Linked DNA regions of Hordeum vulgare: region 2 is linked to region 1. A link is a contact called in public Hi-C data. All regions are on one chromosome and are shown on one strand. The core of a region is the stretch at or near the end of the contact, and the rest is flanking DNA. Distances in the headings are between cores, read along the strand shown. Region 1 overlaps LOC123425593 (importin-5-like). Region 2 has its middle 66 kb from the start of LOC123425597.

What was found. A called contact is a pair of places that touch in the nucleus more often than the background predicts.
Region 2: a contact with region 1 is called in a Hi-C map of leaf, with 2.9 times the contacts expected there. The contact joins two enhancer-like sites. A contact is called at or near these places in 2 of 6 Hi-C or Micro-C datasets (leaf and seedling).

Annotation. Positions count from the first base shown.
Region 1 is chr2H:146,173,684-146,178,265 of MorexV3_pseudomolecules_assembly, reverse strand. LOC123425593 (importin-5-like) reads right to left here. Exons shown (of 20, transcript XM_045109283.1): 18 at 4,157-4,248; 19 at 4,011-4,077; 20 at 3,253-3,730. The coding sequence ends at 3,566. Among protein-coding and RNA genes, the nearest start is that of LOC123425593, 12 kb to the right of the region's middle. Within about 2 kb of position 2,420, at least 2 of the 3 cell types and tissues checked have open chromatin away from gene starts, as enhancers often do. A contact at or near this core is called in leaf, where this site is marked.
Region 2 is chr2H:146,699,251-146,703,832 of MorexV3_pseudomolecules_assembly, reverse strand. No RefSeq gene overlaps it. Among protein-coding and RNA genes, the nearest start is that of LOC123425597, 66 kb to the left of the region's middle. Within about 2 kb of position 2,667, at least 3 of the 3 cell types and tissues checked have open chromatin away from gene starts, as enhancers often do. A contact at or near this core is called in leaf, where this site is marked.

The DNA of each region.
Region 1 (4,582 bases), core at 1,171-3,670:
ACATTGTTCCCTTGTGCTAGTTGGGTGTTTGCGAAATGGACTAGAAGTGTGTTCCATGTTCCTCGTCTAGGCCCAACCGTACCCCTCCTGAAAGACACACGATGAGGGGAGGGCCCCCAACATTCGTGCTAAAGTGTCATGTTTGCTACACACTATATGATATAATATGTGTATTTCCTAGCCACCTATCCTCCTATAATCGAATTTCAAAAGTTTCCTTTATATTAAATGATCTGAAGCATAAAATAAGTTCCACCCTTCTTCCGACCATCCCAAAAGTGAGAAACCCCTAGTTTCGACTGAACTAGACACATGGCTTTCAACCCATTGTATTTATGGTGTAACATGTGTTGCCATACCACATCATCCTTAAATTCATGAAGAGGAAATTACTGAGAAGAGTAACGTTCTTAACCTCTAGGTGTTGTACTTGAAGATCGTATTACGCTTTGGGGCGGCAAATAACCTCCTATTCTACAAGCCGGTATTTTTTTTCTACCACTCTGTCAAAAATAATATGGGCCTAAAGCAACCCTATTTATGCAGAACTCAATTTGGAATTTCAAAGAACGAGAGCATGTAAAGGACTAGTTATGGAGCACATAGTTGAAGAGGACAAGCCTTCCGAGAGGATGAGAGGACAAGGACTTTCCATTTCAACTGTTCGGGCCCTTTTACATATGCTTCTCCACATGATTCCAATAGACATTTTAGAGTCTACGATAATGTATCCAAATTCCAAAATACCAGGACGAGAACTTGCCTTGCACACAACCAAACAATGGGTATATGGGGTTGTCTCTTCTCGGACTTGTCCTAAATAGAACAATTCATTTTTTATAAAAACTAATCTTCAAACTAGAAAACTGCTCGAAAGCACACAACACAAGCTTAAGATTTTTTGCCTTTTTGAAGTAAATCGTGTCATCAACATATTTTGGGGATGGAAAGCCTACCATCCATGAGATGTGACACCACCCCACTATTGACATGCATCTTTTGCGCAACCGGTAAGGTTTGCCAGCCTATCATCCACAATATTGAAAAATATCAGGGTAGTGGATCTCCTTGTCGTAACCCCGAACAAGCACGAGCTGATCTTTGTCTCGAAATGGTTCCCATCATACCTGGCCAAACGGGCCGGTCCAACACGGCACGACACGCCCGGCTGTAAACGGTCCGGCACGGCACAGCCCGCCCAGGCACGAATATTAACCGGATATATATATATATGTGTGTGTGTGTGTGTGTGTGTGTGTGTGTGTGTGTGTGTGTGTGTGTGTGTGTGTGTGTGTGTGTGTGTAAATAAAAAATAAAAAATGTAAACGGGTCATGGCATGCCGGCCCGCGTGCCCAGCCTTCAGGCCCAGGCATGGCCCGAGGCGGGCTGCGTGCCTAGTACGGGCCCGTTTAAGTCGTGTCGTGTCCGGCCCATTACGTGTCGTGCCGGCGGGCTCACGGGCCGACCTGTTTAGCCCAGCCCGTTTGGCCAGCTACGGTTGCCATAGAGTATAACATATATTTATATCAAGCTGATATCAACTACAACCAGTCTGTGAAACAACACGATATGAAGGGCCGGTGGAGACATTAAAGACGCACACTGTTTGCCATTGCCTAGGGATATTTTCGTGTCGATAATAGTTTGACATCCATCTGCTAGTGGCTTCCTCTACACATGTTTGACATTTTTGAACTATTAATGCTGGCATTCGTTTGCCCTCCATTCTAGGACGTGGTGTAGTGAAGATCGCTTCAAGTACACCATTTGCTTGTTTCATTTGTTGGTCCTTCATATGCACAGTCAACTTGTCTCTGAATCAAGCAACACGATGACCCTCTCTTGTTGCCTTGTCTCACCCTCACTTCACCAAAATGTTGAGTTGGCCTAAGCGTAGTGTGTTACGCACTATTGTCAAGGTTTTACCTAATATTTCGCAGACTGGCACGTTTCATTTAACATCATCAGCAAGATAATTTAGAGCGATTATAAGGAAGATTATCCATGTGTGATACCACTGTTTACAACTCGAGAAGAACATAAACTTTTATCAGTCTTTCAGTTTACCCTACAAATATTAGATGGTTAAGGTTGAAGCAACTAGGCTTGCTGACAAGAGCTCTTATCTAGTCTCATCAGCAACAAAAGAGACGCCAGTGCTAGTCTAATGGGGCAGGTCCTTGTCATCCGCACCCAAAAATCAACATTGCGTCTCAGGCATGGAGCAAAACGATGGACCATTTCAATTTAAAAGTCGTGCTACGCTCATGCTATGAAAAAGGTGAATTTTGTCAAGTTGCGCAGCAGCCACGCTGCCTATATTCCAAGTCCTCTCGTTGATTGAGCGTATAAGACTGGTGCACCCATATTTTATGAGCCCAGAGAAGGCTCCAAGGAGGCCCATCCTAATGACGGGTTGTTTTATAGCGGCGGAGATGCTTTGTTTGTCGCTGTCAATGTGCGTCTCCTTGTCCAGCCCCGTAGATTATCCGCGCGGACGAGACAAAATACCACTTTTTGGGCAGCGCAAAAAGTCAGGAGGAGCATCTTCTCGCATCTTTTGGTGTAGATTCGATTCAGATTTGTCTTGTGCTGAAACTGAGAGGAGGCCACGAAGGACAGGAGTGGATGGAGCCATGGAGGGGGGAGTGGCGTGCTCGGGGGAGCTTATTATCTCAGACGAACCGTTCAAATGCAGTTCCTGATGTCAGGTCCTGATACAGGAAGATTATCTGAAAGGTGCCCTGGGTATTTCTTTTTGCCGATTCCTCTCTTCTCCGTTGGTGCATGCACCTGGATTCTGAATATCGCTTCAACCATTAGTTGTTTCCAAATGTTTAAGACCGTCTAGACACCAAACAAGGTTACTCGCACGACTGTATTTGGTTTGGTATTTTATTCATTTTGGTAATGGTTACCTGGATTTTTGGGAAGTTTGGCAGGCAGGAACACAATCCGGCATAACATAGAGGGGAGCTCAGTATACTGAATTATACAATCAAGCAGTGGAAATGCACACACCACTAGAGGTCAAAACAAACTAAAATACCCCTTTAAATAATACATGTGTTGTATCATCCAATACTGCGGTTTTCGAATCCAAACAGAGCCTTAGCTTAGCAAGTTAATGCAGCTAGTTAACTGTTTTCTTTATAGCTTGCGCAATATGAGAGTAATATTAAGAATCTTGACTAAAAGAAGAAAATATCTAAGCAACACAATCATCACTAATATAGAGCATACGAGGATCATCACACAAAAACATAACAATCTCATTACCAAAACTGATGCACCATTGTTCAACTCAACCGACAACAATTTTCGCCATTTCCCTTACATCTTTGACGCAGCAAGCCCCAAAATCATATTTGAATACAAGATAATATACACTCTACATCAAAAACCATATGGAATGGCGACCACCAATCCCTTGAAGCGACCAATGCATGCACAAATGAACTCCCCCAGAATAAGATTCAACACAAAAAATTGGTTGACAGTACCAATGACGAATTATGGAAAGAAAAGCAAGCCTCAACCTTGCAGCCACAAAACAGAAGAGAACTATGTGGATAGGATGGACTGTAGCATGAGCTGCTGCTGTGGTTGCAAGGTGGAAAATGTTGACGCAAGAAAATCAGGTGGCAGTGTCTGCTGAAACCGCTTCAGAACATTGATCATCCGGGTGGTAGTTTCATCTGTTGCAAGCTCCTTTCCATTGCACAGAACCTACATAAAACAAAATGAAGTAACCAATCATTTACTAAATTCTTCATACAAAACTAAGATTAAATATCAAAGATGTACTGCTGGATAAAAAAGGTATGCCGCTACCATGCATGGCTAAAAGCTGAGACCTAGGCCCAAACTTAAAAAATAAATCAATCACATGAATTTATACATCAAAACGCACGTACTGTTTCATGGTCATTATTTCATTCAGCCATACTACAACGCCCCCTAACTGGAGATGACTGACTAACAGAGCAAGCACATAATTCAAAATTACCTCAGCAAAAATAGAAACTATTTTAGGAAGATACTGACTGTGAGGTCCAAGAACCAGTGCATCCGATCTGCACACGAAAAACAGATTATATAAAATGTAAGAAATATTCTACTGTTCCTGCCATGCTAACACTAAAGAGCAAATACCTCTCCACCATTGAACAAAGCTGATCATGCACGACTTTTGCTTCAATCTTGTCATCTTTTATAGGCAAGCAGCCAAGCCATGCTGGAATGACCTGAGAAGCATAATTGATTCAATTTAAACGACAAAAAAATAGTACACATTCACAGCAGAAGTAGAGGTATCTCAGTTTGATTTTGAATTCGATAGCTAGGAAAAAAATCATCGGAATCACAAACACATATCCTCGTTCATTCACTTGACAATTCACATGCTGTTGTGCATGGAATGTACATCATCAAATATAACATAAAGATAGCAAAACAAAAATATGTCTCTTTGGTTCAAAAGGATATCAAAGAAATTTTGGAGGATTACATTCCGTATGATTTTTTATGTACAGAGCTTGTTTGGTTTGTAGGACTGAAAATCATATGGTTTTCCTAAGA
Region 2 (4,582 bases), core at 1,418-3,917, 530 kb before region 1:
TGACCTGACGATTGAGGACACCTTGGATGACGAGTCTGAGCCCCTACCTATGCATGTCCATGCCGGCTTGACCATGGAGCAGGTGCAATCCCACTTCGACGCCAACATGGCGAGAGGTCAGCTGGTGTCTGCATTTTAGCGGGCGTAGGAGGAAAAATGGTTCAACCTCTCCCTCGTCGTGCATCACTCACTAGTGGACGGCCAAATATATTGCGAGGTCGCAAGCGCGGAGGCCGTGAAGACCATGGCCACTGAGAACCTGAACCAACTGGCACTCTACGAGGCCACATGCAACACTCGTGCTGTGCCGTCAAACGCACATGCAACGGTCACACCGGAAAACGCGGGCAACTGTGCATCGCTGGCATCGGTAGTTGCACTATGCTGGAGCCGGTACGATGACTAGACTTTGAGCTCCGACGATCTCGTACACATACATCGTCGATCTCACCTCTACCGGTGACGACGAGGTCACGAGCTCCGACGAGGATTAGGGCATGAGAGAGCAGTGCAGTCCCGTGTGCCATGTGGGCGAGTCTGATGTCCTGCCCTTCCTCGTCGGTGGTCACACCTTCACTTTGTGGGGTTTACGACCGTCGGACATGGACATGGAGCTGAATAAAAATGACGTGGAGGACATGACTCAGTGTACTAGGTTAGTCCAGACGTTTTTTTAGTGAAATACGTAAAAGTATATAATGAATATAATCCAGTTTAAATAAAAATCATGTGGTTTGCATAAAAATCGTTCGGTTTGCTCAAATCTTGTTTGAAATGTATGCGAGCAGAGTTGGATAGTCGGCTCCTTTATCATTGTCCGACAAATACAATGTCCACTTTAGGGTCAGCATTGGAGATGTTCTTAGCTTTCACCAATGTGTTTACTCCACCTTTCAGAGGGATGACAATGGATACCCATTACCCACGTACCCTGCGGGTAAAAACCCTATTAGGGTAAGGGTATGGGATAAAAACTTACCCATGGGTACATGAATAGAAAAGATCTGAAACCCATCGGGTAGAGCGGGTACGGGTATGAGATCATATAACCCATACCCATATACCCATATAAAATCTATGTAAACTCAAAATTATCTCTACAATCTACAGTATGTCAATAATTTATGAATTGAAAGTGTATACTTATGTGTTGTTGTTTATGACTATATGATGTTGTTTTATAAGTATGTTTATAGTTATAATCTATCTTTGTAAAATATACGATAGAATGCATTTTATAACTTTAAGTTGTTTAAATTGATGTTTACAAATATGGGTAATTTTATCGGCGGATACTCGTTCACCCTATCGGTTAACGGATATGGGAAAAGAATTATACCCGTTGACGGATATGGATAAGGGTGATAGATAATATCAGACGGGGTGTGTGAGGGTATGGGAAGGCTCCCCCTACCCATACCCTACGGGTGCCATGCTTATTCGGAGCATCATTAATTTCACCGCGGGCTGTCTACCGGTTACATGTAAGCACCAAAATAAAGTCCTAACTGCATTCAAAATGACCTTATATTTCTAACAAGTCGACGAATTTGATTCCTAATTCTAAGGTAATATGCACCAGTGTTCTTCACGACACGATCGATAGGCACACGATCCCATCAAAACATGTGGCCGCCGTAGGAACCCCCGAACGAGATCATGGCCGGCGCATGCTCAAACCGCGGCACCGACATCCTCTGGTCTAGCCTCTCGTCCCGCCTTGCTGAAACCTTAGGCACCTGCATTGGAAAAAAGTTGAGCGGCATCATCAGAAATTTATTCTATGCCGTCACGTTAACCGTATGTGTGTGTGTGTATATATATATATATATTGATATGCGTCCTGAAATTTATGCTGAGTACAAAAATAGTACTACAATTGATATGCGTCCTGAAATTTATGCTAAGTACCTTGCTATCACCGGCCACCCCCCGAAAGTGGACCTTGTGCGGCGTCTGCTGGTGGCCGCCGAGAAGCAGGGCCAGGCCGGTGGCCGCCGCCGCCAGCCCCACGGAGCAGACCACGCCGACCGCGTGCTGCTGCCACCCGTGACCGCGGTCGCCTTCCCAGTCCTTGCACTCTGGCTTCTGGTCAGCAACCACCTCCCCGCCCTCGTCTGCATCCGACGCCTTCTCCAACAGGCCGTCGACCGCTTCCTCCTCGACGTCAACCGAACCCTCGCTCTCCGAGCCGGACGGCGCCGGCGGCTCCTTCGTGCCGCACTGCACTGCTGCGTGGGGCGTGGGCTCGGAGGCGAAGTGGTTCACGTCGATCGTCTTCTCGTCGTTGCTGGCGAGGAAGCGCGCGTCGTGGTCATCGTCGTCCTCGTCGAGTTGGTACGACCAGAGGTCCGCGGCGTGCGGGACGAGCACGAACTCGTCCATCTCCTGCATCTCCCGGACGGGCGAATCCATCTCGGCCGGCTGCATACGGAGACCACGGTCGACGGTCGACGAGGCGATGATCTCACGAGGGTTTTTCTTACGGCGCAAGCGGAGGTGTATATGTAGGTTGTGTGCGCCGTCGACGTGGGGAAAGCGTGGAGAAGGAGAAGAGATTCTACGGATGCGCTTCTCTTTGGAATAATTTAGGACACGTACGGGCTGGTCGGATCAGGACTCTGTTTGTTCGGTCGTGTTGGGCCCAAACGCGGGCAATACTATTCGGCGTCCAGGCACCGGATATAGGCTGACGTGCCAACCGGCGCACACACCTCATCCGCCATGGGACGGCCCATGTACATCATTTTCTCTTCTTATGTATAAAAGTTTAAAAACATTGGCCGGCCAAGCACCAAACTAGCGACCTCTAGGAATGACAGGCTTTCTCACAAAAAAAAAATTGACAGGCAACGCGGTAACTTACAGGATGCCTTACGACTTGCGACTAGTATACGTCACCTTGAATCTTTTCTTCAAACACGTGAATATTTCTTCTAATCCGTAGACTTCGTTTTTAAAACCATGACCATTTCCCAAATTTGATAAACTTTTTTTACAAAATCAATGAAGTTTTTGAAATTAGATCAACTTTTTTTGCTCTATAAATTCTTTTTCAAATTTATGAACTTTTTATTTGATGAACTCTTTTCAAATTTGTGGATTGTTTCCCAAATTTGATGAACGCTTTTCCCTTTTTTCACGAACATTTTTCAAAAATGATGAGTGTTGTTTAATAAATTGATGATTTCTTTTCAATTTTGTGAACTTCAATTAAAAAATGACGTTTTAAACTCATAATTTGTCTTCAAATAATTTAAAAAACTCAGTGGTATACTACATAGTACTGTGAAATAACTTGCGCAACCGTGTGTTCTTATCAGGTTGGCTCTATTATTTGTCAGAACAGTCGAGTAGGGATAGCTGAACTCATACTTGGTCGCAACAACGTGAGTTCGAATCCTATGGATAGCCTAATTTGTTTTTTGCTTTTCGCGCTTTTATAAATTGGTTGTGCTGTACGTTTCTAGGCTGGCCCAACTTGGCGCTATAGTTAGCGACATTCAGTTTCCTCGACGCTAAAGGTGCCTAGTAAGAGGTGCCCCCAAACACACGAAATCACTAGTTAGTGAATAGACCTTTTCAACGATTACTCCTACCTTGACAGGCTATGACAAGTGGCACGCATTTTGTTTTAGTTTTTCGCGCTTTTATAAGTTGGTTGTGCTGCACGTTCCTAGGTTGGCCCAACTCGGCGCTGTAGTGAGCGACATTCAGTTTCCTCAGCGCTAAAGCCGCACAGTAAGAGGTGCCCTCAAACACACGAAATCACTAATTAGTGAATACACGATTACTCCCACCTTTACGGGGTGCGACAAGTGGCACACATTTTGTTTTTGTTTTTCGTGCTTTTATAAGTTGGTTGTGCTGCATGTTACTAGGCTGGACCAACTCGGCGCTACAGTGAGCGACATTCAGTTTCCTCAGCGCTAAAGGTGCCTAGTAAGAGGTGCCTTCAAACACACGAAATCATTAGTTAGTGAATACACCTTCCAACGAGTACTCCCACCTTCACAGTGCCACTTGTCGTAACCTGGGAGTTTTCCTTTTTTTTGTAGATCCGTATTTTTAAAATGTTTTATCTCCTAAACCGTGCGTCCAAATCTCGAACCGTTTTCACCGTTGGCTTTCTCGCGTCGAGATCTTCAAAACTAGATTTCATGTTGATAGATTTTGATAAACATTTTTTTCATGAAAAAATCGAAAGAAAAAACCGTGTCTCACGCGATAAAAAAACAGAAAACACATTTTTTCCTTTTCGAGAGGCACGGGTCGTGCCTCTCGCGAAGGCAAAACCGTGTCTATCGTGGAAGCAAAATCGTGCCTCTCGCAGAAAATAAAATGAGCACAAAACGCGTTTTTTTTCCTTTTCAGTAGAGGCACGGGTGTGCCTCCAGCGAAGAAAAAACCGTGCCTTTCGCGGAAGCAAAACCGTGCCTCTCGTAAAAATAAATAGAAAACACGTTTTTTCCTTTCGGAGATGTGCCTCTCGCGAAGGCAAAACCGTGCCTTTCACGGAAGTAAAACCGTGCCTCTCGTAAAAAAAAGCGTTTTTTCCTTTCAGTAGAGGCACGGGCATGCC